Linked DNA regions of Macaca mulatta: region 2 is linked to region 1. A link is a contact called in public Hi-C data. All regions are on one chromosome and are shown on one strand. The core of a region is the stretch at or near the end of the contact, and the rest is flanking DNA. Distances in the headings are between cores, read along the strand shown.

Region 1 (6,215 bases), core at 2,781-5,280:
AAGACATCCTCAGATGTTCCTAAAGCCTCCCATTCAGCTTATTCTCTCACCCACTTGCTAAGCAACTCCCCATAGCCTCCCAAGCAGCCTCTTCACTGGCTTTGATTTTTAGTGTCTCTCTGATTATTTCCTGAGGAGATTGTGCTAGAAGCCTGTGGAATCACAGAGGCACTGGGTAGTGTGAACAGAAATGCCTTTTCTACTCTGAAATGTGAAGACTGGCTCCTTCAGGAGGGAGAAGGGGATGCTGTCATTTCCAAGCACGGTATCTGCCAGGCCTGTTTCAGGAACTCCTGCCTGCTCATCTCACATGATCTTCATGCCAATCCTGGCAGGGAGGCAGCTGCGTGGCCATGCACCAGTCTCCTTGCTCCTCTGAGCCTCCTTTTTCTCATCTGGCAAATGGGGACAATGAGGCTACCAGCCTGGAAATGTGGCTGAGAGGTAAATGGGATGAAGATGGGGCCAGGGAACTTGGTTTTAAGGTTTAAATCAAGGACATTTCCTGCAGCTACATAGAAAGCACCTTTACGTCCATCCTGTAGGCAGCCCCTGTACCTCCAACTTCAGTATCCTGGTGAACTCAATGCGTCAATATCTCACAAGTTTGAAGATTCCCTTGCTCTCCTGAGTCCTCTCCCTTACTGGCCATGTGACCTTAAACAAGTCCTTCACCTGGCTAGCCTCAATTTCCTTGTATGTAAACTGAAGGCATTGGACTAGGTTTCCTTCCAGTCTGAAATTTGCAGGCTTCTCTATCAAAGGAAAGTCTGAGGAATAGTAGCCACCAGTTAGTGAGCATTTGTTATGTGCCAGCAGAATTGCCAGCACATTTACCTACATTGTCTAGTTTTGTTCTCACACAATCCTGTAGGAAAGCTTTCATCTCTCCCATTTAACAGGTGAGGACACTGAGGCTCAGGGGTGGAACAAACCACTCCAGATCACACAGGGGTAGTGGGATTCAAACTCGAGTGTCGTTCAGATGCTTAGACCATTTAACTCCATTGCACACACAGAATCAGCATTTATTTTCACCCCCATTTTTTTGGCCAGGCTTTTCCTGTTTAGCTCGTCCTTGAGGACAGGGCTATCGGGACACATCCAGGGCTTAGGAGCACCTGTAGGTGAGTCAAGCAGGTTACGGAAAGCATGGAGCCGCCTTGTTGGCAACTGGGGCCACAGGCTGTGTTCCAGTCTCTTCAGTCCACATCTCTGGGTGATACACTCATGTTTGGAGGTGCCTGCAGTGGCAGGAGGAAGTGGGGAGGGGGGAATGTGACAGTTCTCCAAGGAATTTGGAAGGCAGGGGAAAGAGCTGCACAGGCACCGTCACGTCATTGGCAAAGGTGCCAAAGAAATGTCAGAACAAAATGTGCCTGCTGGGATTGGAGATGAAAAATCCATTCCTGTCTGCCCTGAAGCAAATCCCTTCACTTCCCAAGTTCCATCTCAGGAGGAGGAATTAATCACTTGACAGAGTTCTTCAGCACCATGGACAGTGCCCTAGCGGCACCTTCAGGGGGCCCACCCAGGCCTCAGAGTATCAGGCCCAGTGACTAGCATCACAGCTGATGGAAGGGATGTCCTCGCTCCCCTCATCCCCAGGGACTTATCATCTGGGGCCAGAAAGAGGACTGACATGCAAGGAAAACTCACACAGTGCTGGGTGCTCCTGCGTGCTAAGAAAGGACCCTCCAGCCAGTTTTGGCCTTGACATTCATTCCTGCATTTGGCCATCATTGAGCAGGGGATGTATGCCTGACTCTGCACCAGACACCAGGGAAGGAAGAGCACAAATGAATGGAGACTGTGCTTGCCCTCAAAAAGCTTGGGGTTAGTTGGGGAGACTGGAAACCAGTCATTACGAGATAGAGCTTGACACAAATGAGGTCAATGAGGTTGCTACTAATGCTAGTTCCACTTTACAGGAGGGAAACCAGGCCAGGTGATCTGCCCCGGCTCACACAGCTATGAGGAGGCAGAGCTGGGATTTGCATCCATGTGGTCAGGTCCCAGGATCCATGATTTTAGCCACTACCATGACTATGGGGTGGTGGTGGGGAACAATTCAATTAAGTCTAGAAAGGGGCAATGGAGAATTCCTGGAAGGGGTGACACCCGGGTGAGGAAGTTGGGGGAGGTCGGAAAGAACAGCACTGTGAAGCCTGAGAATGTAGTGCTCCACAGTGAGTGCGGGAAAGGTCACACAGAAGATGTGGGAACAGCAGGGTGGGTGAAGGTGAGGCTAGAAGACCCCCAAGAGTGGGCTCTTGGGGAGTGTTGCACTAAGCGAGGGAGTTTGAGCTGGATTTTGCAGCTCTAAAGAGGCAACAAAGTGTTTCAAGCATCAAAACAAGGTAATCAGATTCTGGAAAATGGCTGATAGTGTATGGAGGTGGACTGGAGAGGGATCATTGGCAGGAGGGATGTCCAGCCAGAGGGTTCCTGCAGGAAGCCAGCTGAGGGAGGGAGGCAAGGCTAGACTGGGGCAGGGGCAGCGGAGCAGCAGGAATGGCACACAACACCTGATGGCCTTGAAATTAAGATCACAGGTTCTGGGCTGGGTGTGGTGGCTCACGCCTGTAATCCTAGCACTTTGGGAGGTCGAGGTAGGCAGATTGGCTGAGCTCAGGAGTTCGAGAGCAGCCTGGGCAACATGGTGAAACCCCGTCTCTACTAAAAATACAGAAAATTAGTCAGGTGTGGCGATGTGTGCCTGTAGTCCCGGCTACTTGGGAGGCTGAGGCAGGAGAATTGCTTGAACCCAGGAGGCGGAGGTTGCAGTGAGCCAAGATCGTGCCACTGTATTCCAGCCTAGGTTACAGAGCGAGACGCCATCTCAAAAACATAAAAATAAAAATAAATAAATAAATCACAGGCTCTGGCCCCACATCTCCTGGATTCACAGCCAAAACCAGGAGTGAGGAAGCACCTGCCTTACACTGCCTTTTTTTTTTCACTTTTTTTATTTTTAATTTCTGTGGCTACGTAACAGGTGTGTATATGTATGGAGCACATGAGATGTTCTGATACAGGCATGTAATGTGCCATAATCACATCATGGAGACTGGGGTATCCATCCCCTCAAGCATTTATCCTTTGTGTTACAAACAATCCAATTACACTGTTTTCATTATTTTAAACTGTACAATTAAGTTATTATTGACTGTAGTCACCCTGTTGTGCTATCAAACAGTAGGTCTTATGCATTCTTTCTAGCTTACACTGCAAATTCTAAAGCTCATGCACTTTACTTGTGAGCTCTTCAGGCTCTGTCTCGGGACCCAGTTACTCTTAATTCACCCACTGTTCTGACAGAGTTGTGGGTCTGACTCTCAAATTCACAGTGGATTAGAAGTAGAAAGTTTTATGGGATGGGAGAAGAATTGAGAGGCAGGTGCAGTGATAGCAGTGAGGGATGCTAGCTAACATCAGGAAACCAAAGATTTTTTATTTTTTTAAAGCATCATAAAACGGCATCATTTGGCAGATTCTGAATGCATCAACACATCCTACATTAATTACACTATTTAATAAAGTCGAGAACTCTATCACATTTCTAAAAATATTTCCATCCAAGGCTAAAATGAAATTTGAAAGTTTGAGTAATTAAGAGCAATCCCTCAGCCATACTGATTCGCTAATTGTCCCTAAAATCCGAGTGACTGAGACCTCCTTGTACCTTTCAGAACCTTGTCCTATCCATCTGAGTGACAGGGTGATCCTCACACTCACCTCATGAGAAAAAAATAGGCAGAGGGGCCACCCTATGTCATAGGTGAAGAAACTCATGCTCAGCCTTTCACAGCCTACCCAAATGACTCTTCATTTTCAGAGTCAGGCTAGGAGCCCAGATGTCCTGATTGGCAGCCCTGAACTCCCAGTCCTTCTGTCTGTCTCTCTCTTCTTTCCTCCCTCCCCTTCTCAAGCCACACCCACCCACTGGTTCTCATCATCATCATCTGCTGCTGCTGATTGGCTGGTGAGATCACCCTAAGCAGCAGCCCTCTCCTCCATAGGTCCATGGTATGCTGACATCACAGAGGTTATTTGCATATCTATCAGCCAATCAAGAACTTCCCACCCTCAACCGGGCAGTTCCTCTCTTTATGGAACTGAGGCTTCTCACTGGGACTGAGCTCATAAGCCACAACAGAAGCTGCCTTTTATTGAACATTTATTATGGGCCAGGCCTGTGCTATATATTTTGCACATTTTCTCTCATCGGATGTGTACAATAACCAGCTGAGGTAGGAACTGGGTTAGTCCCACTTCTCAGAGAAGAAACTTTCCAAGTTTAAATATTTGCCCAAGGTCATGGAGATAATAAGTAGCAGAGATGGAATCTTTGTCCAGGGATATCTAATCCAAATATTGGATTCTTAACCAACTCCAGAGTCTTCCAACAGAGGGACAAGTGTTGTGACTTTGTGTGTGTGTGTGTGTTGGAGGGTGGGGGGCGGAGGGCAGGGATTAATAGGACTTTAGCCAGGGAAAGCAGCTTCTCCCTTTCCCCACACTTCTTGCACCCCAATCACCTTACTGGGCTGAGAATTGTGTCTGTTCCATCAGAGGAGGGAGCTACGGAGAACTTCCAGCTAGTAAGGGGGTGCTGTCAGGCTGTCAGGCTGCACAGCAGAGACGTGCCCAGTCCTTAGACCTGGGAGGTCTCCTTCAAGTGTCAAAAGAAGGTATCCAGCTGGGCACGGTGGCTCACACCTGTAATCCCAACACTTTGCGAGGCTGAGGTAAGCAGATCATGAGGTCAGGAGATCGAGACCATCCTGGCCAACATGGTGGAACCCTGTCTCTACTAAAAATACAAAAATTAGCTGGTCGTGGTGGTGTGCGCCTGTAGTCCCAGTTACTCAGGAGGCTGAGGCAGGAGAATCACTTGAACCCAGGAGATGGAAGCTGCAGTGAGCCAAGATTGCGCTACTGCACTCCAGCCTGGGTGACAGAGCAATATTCTGTCTAAAAAAAAAAAAAGACGACGAAGAGGAAGGTGTTCAGGACTCAGAGCTAGAGGCTGAGCAGAGTCACAGCCTCTTTGCTGAAAGCCTGTGTGACCTGGGCCAATGAGTGTTTAATGATCCCCAAAGGCTCTTCATGTATTAGTTTCTGCAAAGCTGGCTTTCCCGGGGAGATGCTAGCTGGACACCGATGAGGGAAGACTATAACCCAGCCTTGCAGCCCTCCCTGGGGCCAGCATGAGGGGAAGCACCCCAGCTGGGGCCCCAAAACTGCCCTCTGAGATCCAGCCACTCCCAGGAAGGGAGTAGAAGAGCAACAACGTCCTTGTGCAAGCCCCCCTCACACTGTGCCACAGCCTCCTTCCCCCGTCACCCCAGTCCATTAGGTCCAGCCCCCCTCGCACCATGCCACGGCCTCCTTCCTCCCTACCATCCCAGTCCATTAGGTCCAGCCCCCCTCGCACTGTGCCATAGCCTCCTTCCTCCCTACCATCCCAGTCCATTAGGTCCAGCCCCCCTCGCACCGTGCCACAGTCTCCTTCCCTACCATCCCAGTCCATTAGGTCCAGACGACCTGTAATGCACACCCCAGGGCCCAAGCCCTGTGCTGGCCGCCCTGGTGGATGCTGGAAATGCCAGGCAAGCCTCTGGCCACAGAAAGTGGTGCCTGGCCCATCACACGGGGGCAGCCGAGGTAATCAGTTCAATGCCAGAGCAGGCAAGGAAGGCTTCCTGGGAATGGCAGCAATTGGGCTGGGCTTGCCAAGCTGATTAGTGTGAACTGGTCGACCAAGGAAGGGAGAGCAGGCCTGATGTACAGAAGAGCAGATGCAGGGAGACAGGCAGGACTGTTTACCCTGGAGGGGGAAGGCCCACTCACTGTGTGGGCAGGAAGCTGACTCAGAGAGTGTGACGAGAGTAACAGAGAACCCAAGTATCATTACTCCCAGCCCAGTGCTCATCTAATCGTGAGCCCTAGCCTTGCATTTTCATTCTCTTGTCTGGTCATCACTCGACAGTTGCCTCTGCCATGTCTACTGGACAGGACTCAGGATGGTCACCAGCAGCTTTCCCCTGCATCCCTCCCCAAAGCCCAGAAACCCTGACCACCCCGCCAGGCCGGCCTCCTTCCGGCCTTAGAGCCCAACCTGGACTCTGCAGTTGGTCCTTTGTTGCCATCTAGTGGTAGACATGTGAACCTACACTAAATGGGTGGATTGGTGAAGGAGGAAAAGTTGG
Region 2 (6,405 bases), core at 125-2,624, 150 kb before region 1:
GCCCCAGCCTCCATCGCTCCGGAGGAGAAACCCACTGCCCCCGAGCTCCAGGAGGAGGCGGAAGCCCGCGACTGGGTCAGGGCGAAGGAGCTCAGAGCGAGGGGACCCAAGGCGAGCGCCCCGCCCCGCCCCGCCCCGCCCAGTAGGGCGCGCCGGGGTGGGCGCGGCGTTCTGGCCTTTCCTCCACACAGCCTCCACCGGGTAGGTGCGAGTGCTCTGCCCACGGCAGGGGCCCTAGCCCACCCAGCGTCCGGCCAGTAGCCCCACACTGCCCCCTTCCTGCAGATCGCGCGACTTGGGGGAGGGTGGGGGGCGTCTCCACCTGTGCGTCCCCTACCCACCCCCTAACTGGGCTCAGGCGCGGCCTGGATTTCTGCCCGCCCCTTTCCAGCCTGGGGACTGGGGACTCTCCCAGCCTCGCCCCTCCCCCTCCAATCTGTCCCTCATGTCCCCGCTCCAGACACTCACCCACTTTCTGAGACCCGGGCCGAGCGCCGGTGTCCCCCGGCGGGGAGCTCCGAGTCGTTAGGCGGCCCCAGGTCCTCCGGCCCAGGGCCCCTGCCCCCAGGCCCCCGCCCCAGAAGGTCAGGCCAGACTTGTGGGCAGCGGGAACTCCGCCACCACCTCCGTCCGCGGCCCTGCGGGGGCAAAGACGGGGGGAACTCGCAAGTTTGCGCCGCGCACTCCTCCGGCCGGGAACAATGGCGGGAGGGGGAGGGGACAGAGAACCGAGCGCGGGGACCGAGTCAGACCGTAGGGAGACAGAAACTGCTTTCGCTCGGTTTCTCTCCTGCACCGAAGCAGAAAGCTCGAGCCCGAGAGGCAGAGGCCGAGGACGAAATAAGCAGTCCAGGAGGAGGGCGACCGCGGAGCCGGGGGAGAGGGGAAACCGAGTCAGACGGAGGGGCGGCAAGGGGAGAGCGCGCAGGGGAGACGGAAAGGGCTGCGAGACGGCGCCTTGGGGAGTCGGGGAGGCGACCCCCTGGGGTCCCAGCGGGCTCAGCGGATGCCGAGATGTCCCGGGGCGCCTGGCTAGCGCGCGCAGGGTCCCGGCCGCCCCCCTGCGGTCCCGGCGGCCGCAGGAGCCCCGCTGGGTTGCGCTGCGCAGGCGGCGGACGGGGGGCGGCAGGCGGCGGGCGGGGAAAGTCCGCGGCTCGGAAGCGGCGGCGGCGGGGAGCAGAACTTACGGGCCTCGCGCGTGCCGGCGCCAGGCTGCGTGGAGCTGGTGTCAGGCGGAGGCTCCGGGCTTGGGCGCCTCACATCGCGCCGCCCGCGCGGGGCCGGGCAGCGCAGGGCAGGGCAAGGCAGGGCAGGGCAGGGCAGGGCCGGCTGGACTGCGCGCGGCGCCCTGCGCGGCCGGGGCTTACCGAGTCTGGCGGCCCGCGCTGGTCCCTCCTCTCGGTTCCGCGCACAAGCCAATGGCGCGCCGTCCCCTCCCACGCGCCGGGCTGCCTCGCCCCCAGGGTGGCCGCCGGGGCTGGTGGGATGGGGGTTGGCGGGGAAACCGGGCTCCCGGCTCCCCCGCGAGGCTCTCCCGGGGGCCGCCTGCAGGGGGCGCACGCGCGCCCAAGAGAAGGCGCCGGGGGAGGAAGTAGCGCGGGGAGACCCTGGCGTTGCCCGCGCCGCCCAGGAAGACTTTCCTGGCAAGTTCTGCAGACGGTGCCCCTTTCTTGGGACGATCAACGTAGATGGGCAAACCACACCATCTTAAATAGCCTTGCGATGTCTCCCGGGCCCAGGTCGGTGTCTGAAATGGAAGGTACTGCTTTGGCTGGCGGTGATACCCAAGTGTGTAATAACACAGTCACGACAATAGTCACCGTTTGCTGCGCACTCTCTGATGCCAGGCACCATATGCTAAAGGAGTTACAAGTATTAACTCATTTGATTTTCACAGCAACCCATAAGGGCGCTGTGCTTAGTCCCATTTTACTGGCGGTGGTCGTTGAAGTTTGAGTTCACTCAGCCTTCAGGCTTCCAGCTTAGGCCCACCCTTCTCTCTCCCTGCTTGGTGTGACTTGGCCAAATAACATGACCCCTCCGTCACTACCGCCACCGTCTTCATACTCCACCCTAAAATCCAGCTTGACGATGCTGCTGTCAATTGCACTGTCAGGGGACTAGGATCTTATCTGGGGCTCTAGGACGCTTGTTGGGGCCACAGTTGTCAAACCTTTTGTCTCTATACATCCTATGGGGGCCTGGGATGAGGATGAGGGTTGGGGGTCATGGAGGCTGTCTGGTGGCCTGTCAGCCTAAAAGAACCAGGTTCCTACAGACAAGGCCCCACCCTCAAATTCTGGGCTCCTTCCACCCCTTATGGTGGGAAAATAATGTGCTGTCTTCCACCCTAACCCCCACCACCCTATGCTCTCCTTAGAGAAATGCCTGGATCTCTTTCATCTGGTCTGATGGTCACAGTGGGCCAGGAACCGGGGTGGGGGGCTGCGGGAAAAGGAAGGCAAGGCTGATGACGTGCTCCATTCCACAAGTAATTAAGAGAGAAAGAGGTGAGTGGCTGCCCCAGGCATCTAGCTAGGTGGGCATTCTGACTCCAGGTCTCAATTCTGTCTGCACCAGTTCCTTAAGGGTTACCAGATCACCTAGGTTCAAATCTTGGCTCTGCCTTTTAGTCCCTCTGCGGCCTTGGACAAAATAAGTCACCAATAGTAACCAATAGTAGGAACCAATAGTAGGAACCGGCTATGGTTGCTGTAGAGATTTAGAGTTAATAGCAGCTGCTCATGTTTATTGAGCATGGACTCTGTGCCATGCAGGCTCCCACTGTCCTCACCAGAGCTGGGATTGGGCAGGAGAGTCTGTGCCCTTGGCAAGGAAGTAAACAGAACAGTCCTTTGTTCATAGTAAGTGCTCAGTGACTATAAGCTGTTCTGATTACTAAGGTAGATAAACTCGGATGCCCCAGTGCCACTGACACTGCCCCCAGCCAAACACCTGGACAATGATAGCCAATAATGAATGAATGAATCAATCAATCAAAGTATGTGACTCTAGATGAGTATTATTTTTAAGGTGTGTTGGATGGAGCCATCTGACTCAATGCTCTATAGTAATTTCTGCAACAACTCAGTCTCACCTCACTGCTTTTACAGAGCTGGGCCAAGCTGGGTTGATAAATTCATTTGTCACTCCCTCTTCTGCCTTTCCGGCACTCAGGGCTCTGGGTTGCTGAAGGGAGGGCCCCCAGCATCATTCATGTGTGGTGTCCTCCCAGACTTGGGGACACCTGCCTGTGCTCTGCTTGGTGTAACCCTAGAGACTAGCAGCAGAGTCTGTGCTTGTAATCCCAGCCAGCCTGATCGTACATCAGTAGGGGGGCCTTTGTCACAATCACTCCAAGTTCTCCGACATGGAAGAGGCTGCCTTAGTTGTCATGAATGAGTGCCCTGTCACCAGCAGCATGCAAGCAGAATCCAGGGAAGGGTTGATGAGGACACCAGAGGAAGAATTCCCACCTTAAGTGGTATTTGGAGTGGATAACCTTTGCCCTCTGGGTGTCTGTATTCTCTCAGTCTCCCAAGCTTATCAACGGGGAAGCTGGGGAGGCTGGGAGCTCAGGCTGGGTCGAGGCTGCCCCACCATCCTTTGTGAAGGAGGCCATCCTGACTGTGCCTGACCCATATACCAGGCAAGGTGTTATGTCCTGGGGCCCCAGGGGTGAACAGGACAGTGTCCCTGTCCTTGGAGAGTTCACAGCCCCCTTGTAGATGACTGCACAGATAGTCAACAGCAGCAACAGTAAACGCTCAAGATAACAGGCAAAGTGCTTGGAGGGGGGCCAGGGGAGAAGCAGCTGGCTCTATCCATAACCCCCTGCATCCACTCTCCCGAAAGCACCCATTAGAGGCTCTTATTGTCTTCCTCCCTATATACTTTTCATTTATTTTATTTATTTATTTTTTTTGAGATGGAGTCTCGCTCTGTCACCCAGGCTGCAGTCCAGTGGCACAATCTCGGCTCACTGCAAGCTCCACCTCCCAGGTTCACACCATTCTCCTGCCTCACTCAGCCTGCCGAGTAGCTGGGACTACAGGCGCCTGCCACCATGCCCGGCTAATTTTTTGTAATTTTAGTAGAGATGGAGTTTCATCGTGTTAGCCAGGATGGTCTCGATCTCCTGACCTCATGATCCGCCAGCCTCGGCCTCCCAAAGTGCTGGGATTACAGGCATGAGCCACCGCGCCCAGCCTCTATATACTTTTCTAAAGTGATGTGTCCAGTTCAGAAACATCCCTTAGGCAGCCATTCTGCCCTCAACTCTTCTGAGTTACCTGATCTTTACACGGGGCATAAAAAAAAAAAAATTCGCCTCGCTGGGCTGCTGTGAGAAGTAACATTGACATTCATTAAGTGTGCCCCTAATGCCAGGCAAGAATAGATGCTTGGTGCATGGTAACAATGAGGAGTCATCATTATTCACGGTGAGGGTGAGATAAGTCGGCGAGGACCTTGGCTCTGCTCCTAAGTAGCTATGCGACCCTCTCCTGCACAGATATAAAAATATCTGCCTCATAGAACTTGTGAGAGTCAAGTGAGGTGATTCGATGGAAAAGGTTTGCAAACTGGAAATGCTGATTCTTATTGCTAACATTATTATTGTGATTCTTACCTTGGTGAAGTGTTCCTCTCAAGGCCCCAGGGGGGTGGGGACGGCAGTGGGGGTGGGGATGGAGCCAGGAGGCAGCCAGCAGCTGTTGCAGGGGTGGGAGGGTCCCTCCCTCCAGACTCCCACAGGAACCTGGGAGCAGCAGGGGCTCCATCTGCCCTGGTCGCCCTCCACAAGCGGGGCAGCAACACCTCCTTGGTGGCCAGGTGTGAGTGAGCCCTTAAGAGTGTGCCTGTGTGTCTGTGTTTGTGCCCCCGCAGGAACGTGGGGTGAGCACAGGGATTGCCAGTGTCTGCAGCCAGAAATCACTATGGATGAGGAAGAATGGGGATGTAATTGGATTCCAAAGATGCTTGGAGTGAGACTACTGTTAGCACCTGGGACTGCAGGAGAAAGGCCTGCGGAGCGGGGGTTGGGCCTAGTCTTTGGGGTTGGGGCGGGGAAAGAGGTTTCAGCACTGATGGGCACTTGTGGAGGAACATGATGTTGTCAGAGACCTGTTGTGGTTGAGCCCAGGGATTTTGGAGCTGACAGATCTGGGTTCAAGTCCTGGTTGTGGGACCATGGGCCAGTGATTTCACTTCTCTAGGCCTCGGTTTGCTCATCTGTAAAATGGAGATAATAACAGGGCCCACCTGGTGGGAGTTATTGGAGGTTTAGCAGAGAGGCTGCATGTGAAGCCCTCAACATGGGGCAGGCACATCGGCAGTTATCAATTAGTACCACTGGTGTTATTATGAGGCAGCCTGGAGGAGGGGAGGGAGAGGGCCTCAGGACTGCTGGTGCATTCTCAACTGGAAAGGGGAGCTCTGGGGTGAGAGTTGTCTAGCCAGGGTTCATTGAAGCTGGCACAAAACCCAGAGAGAAGGAGCCTCCGTCCCATGACACAAGGATTGAGGCAGAGAGCTGGGCTTTCACAACTGCTTCTGGTTCCCCTTCCTGGTTTCCACTCATTTCCTCCAGAGCTTCCTTCTCTGTGAACCTGCCTGGTGAGGAGAACTCTGTTACATGTAGTTTTGGGGACTGGAAGGAGCAGCTGGGAGCTCAGGAACTCCCGGGCAGGCCTCCCCAATACTTCCTGCCCCCACCCCTCCAGAGTGAGCACTGACCAGCCCTCCTTCCCCCACCCCACTCTCCTGCCAGCTGCTTCCCTCCAGTGACTCATCCCCACCACCTCTGTTGCTGCACCAGGACCAGGAAATGTCAAGCAGTTTCTTATCTGTGGGAGAGAGAACTGATCAGGATGGGGGTGGAAGCAACGAGGCTCAGATCTCCCCAAAGAAAGAGTATGACAGCTAGGGGACCAAAGACCATGGCCAGCCCTTTCCTGCTTCCTGTGGGGGAAGGCTCAAGGAGGCAGTATGAGAGTGGGATTTAGCCACTAGACCCATCCTGGATTTAGGCTCAAGGTCCTAGTCCTCTTCTAACCAGCTCTGTGGCCTTAGGCAAGTAACTCAGCATCTCTGAGCCTCAGTGTGTTCATCTGTCAAATGGAAAGAAGAAAATCATCATGATGCATAGGGTACTTGGGGGGTTTCGTGAGACAGTACATGTAAGTCCGGAGCTCACAGTCAGTGCTCAATGAATGTTCATTGACTCGGTGAATGAACTGACATATGGAAATGGCAGTGAACTGGGCACATGTGGCTATCTGCAAGAAATCCACCCTCCACCAGCTGGGAGAGTTGGGGAGATGTCTGTGGACCTTGTGTCCTAGGCCTGGGACACCTGTTGCTCTGTGCTGGTACTGAAGGGACAGCTTCCAAAACTCAGGGCAG

Evidence for each region. A called contact is a pair of places that touch in the nucleus more often than the background predicts.
Region 2: a Hi-C map of fetal cortical plate shows a contact between it and region 1, with 2.8 times the contacts expected there. The contact joins the promoter of TP53I11 here to the enhancer-like site in region 1. A contact is called at or near these places in 5 of 14 Hi-C or Micro-C datasets (cortical neurons, fetal cortex germinal zone, fetal cortical plate and 2 more).

Annotation. Positions count from the first base shown.
Region 1 is chr14:20,493,461-20,499,675 of T2T-MMU8v2.0, reverse strand. No RefSeq gene overlaps it. Among named protein-coding and RNA genes, the nearest start is that of PRDM11, 74 kb to the right of the region's middle. Within about 2 kb of position 4,030, at least 8 of the 40 cell types and tissues checked have an H3K27ac peak or open chromatin away from gene starts, as enhancers often do. A contact at or near this core is called in fetal cortical plate, where this site is marked.
Region 2 is chr14:20,642,120-20,648,524 of T2T-MMU8v2.0, reverse strand. It overlaps TP53I11 (tumor protein p53 inducible protein 11), which reads right to left and starts at 1,374. Exons shown (of 8, transcript XR_013403943.1): 1 at 1,188-1,374.